Linked DNA regions of Zea mays: region 2 is linked to region 1. The links are chromatin contacts, called in public Hi-C maps. All regions are on one chromosome and are shown on one strand. The core of a region is the stretch at or near the end of the contact, and the rest is flanking DNA. Distances in the headings are between cores, read along the strand shown. Region 1 holds the start of LOC100277129. Region 2 holds the start of LOC109943986.

Region 1 (3,803 bases), core at 942-3,441:
AGTTAGGTGGCCGCTCCTGCGTGCATGGTTTCTTTTCTTAATTACCCCCGGCCCATGTGGTTCAGGTCCAGCGACCACTACTAGCAGGTCCATTTGTCTGTCAGTCGATTGGGAGTCCGTCCGGGCGTGGTAGCCTAGCTGGAGTATCTAGGTTTCTCTCATTCTCTGGAAGAAAGCGTTCCGGCTAAGGCCCTGTTTGGTTGTTCCGGATTGGAGCCCCAGATTAATTCCTAGCCGGATTACTTCTCTAATTTATATAGATTTTGATGAGCTGGAATGAATCCTGGCCTATTCCGGTACAACCGAACAAGCCCTAAGCTGAAAAGCTGTTTGTTTCTGCTTTGCGCCGACAAGAAAATAAAAAATCTACGGTTAGTGAAAGAAGAGGGCAGAACACATGTGGCATGGGGACATTCCTACATACATACCAATACACACGCGCTATACCCAAGTGTGCAATGTCCAGGCTTCACCCATTGGAGAATCCGATAAGGCTAGACTTTCGCGTGTCCATTTCACCTCCGAACTGCTGCCCCATTCTATTTCTCCTATTCTATCTTGTTTCTCCGAATCCTATATACAACAACAGATTGAAGTAAGGCACTGAGACAATTATTACACGTGAGCATTGTGAACTACAGATATATATACTCAAACGAGATACGGCATAAGGATCAACTTCAGAGAAACCAAATGAAAAAAAAACAGGTAACATCTAAGCATCGAGGTTGATGAGATTGAAAATAGAGTGTACAGGTAGCTACGTGCTACTCCCTCTGTTTCAAACTGCTATCTTTATGAATAACACCTGGCTTTGGGCTAAAGAGCATAGTTCCTGCTACTATTCAGAAGCTAAGTTTTCGTTCCTTCGATTTCCAGAAAAAAAAATAATATATTCCTCCTACCCTGACTTAACAAATCCAAGGAAAAAGAAGAAATCAACTGACCTCTAACTCTGTTCCCAGCCTTTTATCCTTCTGTTTCTCTGAATCCTATAAACAGGATCAAACTGAACAAAAGGTCCAACTATATTTCTTATACAGGCACTGAAAATTCTAGGTGTACTGAAAGGAAACATGGTAGTAAGAGCAGATTCACAGAAAACAATGAAGAACAGTGCGTGGTTGACCTGATCTGATGGGAGACGGTGCTGAGTAAACTAAATGCTACAATAACAGACACAATCCAAAAATTAGTACTCCACTTGTAGAATGCTCAGCTGATGGTTGAAAAGAGCCTAGAACAATTCTGCAAGAAAGCAAACGCAGTACTTTCTTTACAAATTACTTTGATAAGCAAGTTGGAACTACTTTCTTCTGTTATATCGTCACATGTACATCATTTGCACAATCAATTCAGAGAAAAAAGGGTAAAATGTAGTAAGTTTATGGATCAAATATAAACTATACAAATATCTCATGCAGCAGCAAATCCTTTAGTTCTTTCAGGAATGCGATTTGACAGTGAAACATTGCACAGCTGATTCAATGGCATTTGAGCTCAATCCGATCATAAAATGCATTACTGCAACAACTGCCGTTGAATCCAGGTTCAACCGTAACACAGCAGAGCTGTGGGAAGTGGTTTGTATAGGTTCTCTAATCATCACTAGAATTTGGGGGGGAAACCCTAGCCCAGGCTGAGGTAAACTGCGGTGGCCACGCTAGCGGCGCAGACGGCGACGATCCTCCCGACCACCGGGGGAGCGGCTCGAGCCACCATGCCTATCCCGACGATCCCGGCCGCGGCTGCGGGCGCGCGGAGGAGGTCCGCAGCTCCGGCCAGCACGGCCTCCCTGAACAGCTCGACGGCAAACTCCCGGAACTGGAGTCGCGAGAGCTCTGCCTCGTCCTCTAGCCCAGCGGCGCGGAGCGCGGCGTCGACTCGGACGCGGGGCGGCGGCGAGGGCACCCAGCGCCGGACCAGCGGGACGGACGCGCTGAGCTCCGAGTGAAGGTGTGCGGCGGCGTCGGCGAGCTGGTACCGGCGGACGCCCGGGAAGCGGCGCTGCGCGTCGGCGAGGCACCGGTCGAAGGCGGCGTCGCAGGCGGCGGCGAACAACGGCGCGCGGCGCAGCGCAGCGTCCACGCGCTTGGAGGGGCTGATGCCCATCTGCGTGCGCCCGCGCGGAGCCGCGGAGTAGACTCTGCACGAGTATCACTCGCACAACAGAATCCCGTGCAGATTTTGATGGGAACGACGCCGAATCAAAATTTCATTTTACACTAGGAGTTCAGGTTAAAAAAAAAACAAACTAGCTTCTCATGGCTCCATTTTCATTTACCACCATAACTATTCTAAAATAATTGTCAGCTGCTCGGCTTCTCTCCACCATGCTCTTTTACCAAAATCAATCCATTACACCTCAAGAAGCTAGAGCTAGAAAAAAGAGAGTGAAAACGGTCCAATGTGCTAGATTTCCATGGGGCTCGCGTGGCTACTACAACTACCCCCTCCAACCTATTTTAGAATCCCAAAAATATTCGATATTGTAAGTTTTTAGGAAAAAAAAAAGTAATTCAAAATTTAATGTTTGGAACTCAACGAGCCTACAACTAAAGTGTTGTTTGATCCACCAAAGTAACAACTAGTTAAGTAATTCTATTTTGTAAATATTTAAATAAGCTAATGAATATACTAAAAGCTAAGATTTTGAAATTTCACATCCAAATTCGTGAACCTCTTAAGATGACGTTTTATATCACTGGACACGTCATGTCAATATGAATTATTGATACCTTGATCAGATGGGAAACTTTAAAGGCCCATGAATTGGATTTTGATTCCCCGGACGGCGAAGCCAGAAATTAAGGCCTTGTTTGTTCCTTTCAAGATTATATAATCCAGCTTATAAATTCTATAATCAACTATTGACCTATTTATGGATTATTATAATCTAGTATCTAGATTACATAATCTACCTAATAATCAATGTTATTTGTTTATCTCTCAATGTATTTAAGATAAATTATATAATCTAGAGAGTAAACGAACGGGGTCTAAGTTTAGAGGGGCAAATGTTAATAGATGGCATGTGCTCTTTAATTACGTAATAGGTCATTAAAGAATGAAATTGAAAGACTTCAGAGTTAGGGGGATGCTACATATCTGTTATTTGTGCATCCTGTCCTTGCGCATTAGTGGATTGCTGTATTGCTCATCTTTTTGCAAAGCTGTGTTTGTCGTTGGCAAGATCAATGGTAATTCCATTTGGTCTATAGCTAGCAACACACAGTTTTCTTAATGATGCAAGATCACTGGTAATTCCATTTCCGAGGAGGTTTGCAAGGTTTGCCCTTTGGCCTTGTCCCTTGGGATCACTGCACGTTTGCATCAGTAGCCTAGAGTGGATCCGCAATCCTGACAGGCTAAAAGGCTGGCCAACGTGACAAGAGCCATGATGCTTGTTTGCTGGAATGGTATGCGGGCAGCCGTTCTGGGATTGGCTTTGCCTTGTGACATGGGCTGGGGCTGCTGCTGCTGCCTGCTGGTGGTCTCTAAACTACAATGGGCTGTACACTTTTCACAACATCCATACAGGGCCGACTTCTATCTGGAAAAACTGGGCCGTGTCGTCAAAATTTTGCTCTTGCTTGTGTTTTTTTTCTGCGATAAGATTCACTTATTATTTTGGATAGGAAGTACAAGCATGCAACTAAACAAAACAATAGTCTCTTGAATCCACTAACAAACCAAATACTAGATGGGCCGGGGATAGACCGGTAGCTAGAGTACACATTAGACTGAAGTAAACAACGAGAATATAAGAGCAACCACTTACATAGCACTATAATTTAAAGAAA
Region 2 (3,692 bases), core at 277-2,776, 130 kb after region 1:
GTACTTCACCGACTTGGTGGACGACAGGACCATCCACGGGGCCAGCGGGGAGTAGTCGTCCTCGTCCATCGGCGGCACCAGCACCCCCCACTGCGTGTTGGGGAAGATGTACGGACCGTCCTCGAAGTCCCCGTTCTTCAGCATATTATCTGCAGGAAAATTTAGCCATTCCTTCAGCGTCTCGTGGCTTCGGTTCGGAAGGTGCTAGAGAGAAATCTCACTCTTGCTGCTCCGAGGAGTCGGCATGGTCTTAATGGCAAACAGATCGATGAGGGGGCCGCAGGCTGCGTCCTCGGCGACGCCGGGGTTGTGGACGATCAGGGTCACGACGCTGCCCGCGGCCTGGAAGGCCCAGGAGTAGGAGTCCCACCCGCTGCTGGTGTAGACCGTCTGGATCGGGAGTACGTCCGACTCGGGGGCGACCGTCACGTTGAGCTGCTCGGCCTGGGCGCAGGTGCGCGCCGCGCTGAAGGTGATGGAGTAGCGCGCGCCCGGCGTCACGGCGAGGCGCTGCTGGATGGATGCCTCGTTCCCCAGCCGCACGGCGTACGCGCCCTCCGGCACCGGCAGCAGCATGTCGCCCTGCTTCTGGCCCGACCCGATGTACTCCACGTACCCGGAGATCTCCCAGTGCGGTATCGCGTTGCGCCCCATCACCCTCGTGCCGTTGAGCTGCGACTTGGGCGGCGCCTCCTCGAAGTTGCCGTTCGGCAACAGGCCTGAGCATGAACCATTGAACCGCGCAGTTAGAACTGACATTTCAGCTTAGCAAACACCTTGGCAATGAGACGCCAGTAGGCCACGCGCCTAATCTGAATTCTGAACTAGCATCGTTAGAAATGGATCGGACTGCAGGAGATGATCCCCGGCCCCCAATTTCAGTTTGACAATAAAAGTATAGCTCGAAAGAAAAATCAAACATAAGCTACGAACTAGTTGTTTACGGCGTGGAGAGAGTTCACGAAACACAGCACAGTTGCCACCTCTTACCATCCTGGATCGCAGAAGCCGCTCGAGCCGCCAAGCAGACGATCAAGAGCAGCGCAGCTCGACGGGCGTCCGGCACTGCATCGCTTCCCCTTCCCATCGTCTACCTTCTCCGGCGCAGGAAGGAAACCACCACAAGTCCACAACGCTCGAACGCAACTGAGATACGTACGTCAGGAACCTATGAGCACACTGAGTTCGTGTCGATAGCTATTTTCAAGCTTGCACTTATAGGGGGACGTGTGGCGTAGAGAACTCTGTCTCGTCGTTGGAACACCCAATCATGGCAGCGATGTTGGCCTGGCCGAGGCGCGTCCTCGTCAGGCCGACAGAGCGAAACGTGCGCCGGATCCGCGGGCGCTTCCACGAACGAGGTGGTTAGCAGCGCATCACCGGCGGGTCCTGACTCCTGACACCTGAAGCGCGGTGTGGGTAAGGAATGGCCGTTCGACCTCCTCTCCTCGGCCGGGTGGTGACTGGGGACGGCGTGCTTGGTACGCCCGCGTGCTCTCACATGGCCGTCCAGAATCACGGAGTTGTTTATGGCCCATTTCAGAGCTCGGGGTCGGGGGTAGTACCAAGGCGCCGGGCAAGTGCAGACTGCAGAGCTAGTGCTCGACGCACCGCCAGTTATTTGCGCTCCCAACCTCAAGTTCGCTCCTACGGTAGCGAAACTAATCACAGCTTTAAAGAGTCAGAGAAAACGGAATGATTATGTTGGACCCGAATCGGGACCAAACATTAGGGTTTGTTCTGTTTGATGGTCTCTCTGTGGTGACAGACGGTCATATTACGGGGCTAGACGGTCTGTGATCGTGCAGCAAGAGTGCACGGTAGAGTTGGACGATCCGTCCCTAGGGTCTGATGGCCCACGCGTGCACGAAGGCAACGGCGGCGGTCGTCTACAACACCTAGATCTCGTCTTCTCGAAATAATCCCGTCAGGGAGGAGCGATTATAAGGTTTGCTTTATAGTCGGTAGGACACTCAAGACGTCTCAAGACGACGTAGAGTCACAGAGAGGTAAAGACGTAGATAAAAAAGACTAATTACTGCTGCTCCTAGAGCAAGAAAGTAAGACATTGATAAATAATTTGATTGGTTCGATCGGTGAAGCGCACTATCAATTGTACTCCATATATATATGGATCTGTGTCGGGGGAATGACCCCCGGACCCTAGGACCCACATGTTAATGAGCGCGCTAAGGAAAGAGCCCCTAATCACTGGGACCCGTTAGTCAATCCGAAGAGATAGATGTGCCAACCCTGGAAGGACTCGTTCTCGGTCGATACCCCGCGACACCGAGCTTGGGACCGTGCATGGTGGAGCCTGACAAGGGAGGACAGGTGTGTCGGAAAGGAACTACTCGAGTGGATCTCGCACCCGGCCTCGGACTGGCCCGCCATAAATGACTGGCCGCATTAATCAGGCCTGGCACCGAGTGACAGCGTGGGCACGGTCCGCTTCCCACTCATGACCTATGAACCCCTCGGGCCGCATAACACTCATGACCCCCCCGAACTGCGATGCATTAACAGCCCACGCGCCCCTCAGTCTACGACGAACTCATGGCCTATCGAGCTAGGCCTAAGTGCGCACACCTCCCACATGGCACTACATGACGGGCTACACCTAGATCCAGGCTACGAAAGTCAGGGGTCGACGTAGCCGAAATAATGACGCCTTGGACCATCGCCGCCCCCACGTCATCCGCTACATAAAATACGCGACAACCAGGCACCCCTGGGCCCCACGAGTACGGATGGACTCACCCAGGGTAAAACGTTGCCTTACGACTCCTTCCTAGAGAATCCATCACTTGCCGACCCTTCTCCCGGCCTATAAAAGGGGGAGGGTCACCTCAGAACAGGGCGGTGAATTGAGACAGAGAGAAGAGATCGACTTGGAGATGACTAGACACCTTCAGACGGAGACGAACTCACAAGGGTGAACAGGAGGAGGAGAACCAACAAGGACCAGTAGGTTAGAGCCACGTCAAGCCAAGACTTAGTTAGGACTCCACCTCTCAGCTCATAAGCTCCAATCCACCCCGATAGGAGCACCGACTACTTGTAACCCAAACTACGAGTTTAATCATCAATGGTATCGGTAGCGCAAGCCGTCGATGACTAGATGTAGGGACGTTCTGCCCCCTTTCAGACCAAGGATCACAAGGGGATTCATGGGGTGGAATCTTATGGTTCCTCTTGTGACACCTTATCACCAAATCAGTCCTAAGGCTAATTTGGGAACCTCAAATCCCCTTTGAGATTGGAGGGGATTGATATGAGAATGAACTAATTTGCTTTTCAATCACCTTCAATCCCGAAACGGATTTGAGTTTCTAAACTAGCCCTAATAGTGCCTCACAAACTCTTGTTTTATACGTCCTGGTAAATTTAGGTGAAAAACTGAAAATTATCCATCATTGCGGATGACACCGATTACACACATTCCTCGTCATATCGATTTATTCGGTATTCTTTCCTCCACCCCGTCGTAGGTTGGGCTACACTTTATTAGAGTTTGTTCGTTTTGCTCTCAATCCATATAGATTGAGTGAGGTTGAGTGAGATTAAATCCCAAATAAATTAAAATCTTTCATAATTTTTAACAATTACATCTAACTCATGTGTAATAGGAATAACCGAACAAGGTCTTATGAGAATTTTTAGATTTTTTTCTGATCCGTGTTTTGAGAGCT

What was found. Hi-C and Micro-C count contacts between places; a contact is called where the count stands out from the background.
Region 2: a Hi-C map of tassel shows a contact between it and region 1, with 3 times the contacts expected there. The contact joins the promoter of LOC109943986 here to the promoter of LOC100277129 in region 1. A contact is called at or near these places in 6 of 25 Hi-C or Micro-C datasets (ear, endosperm, leaf and 2 more).

What each region holds. Positions count from the first base shown.
Region 1 is chr2:34,914,396-34,918,198 of Zm-B73-REFERENCE-NAM-5.0, forward strand. It overlaps LOC100277129, which reads right to left and starts at 2,192. Exons shown (of 1, transcript NM_001150785.2): 1 at 1,294-2,192. The coding sequence starts at 2,112. The coding sequence ends at 1,630.
Region 2 is chr2:35,050,026-35,053,717 of Zm-B73-REFERENCE-NAM-5.0, forward strand. LOC109943986 reads right to left here and starts at 1,527. Exons shown (of 3, transcript XM_020548246.3): 1 at 991-1,527; 2 at 222-719; 3 at 1-149. The coding sequence starts at 1,087.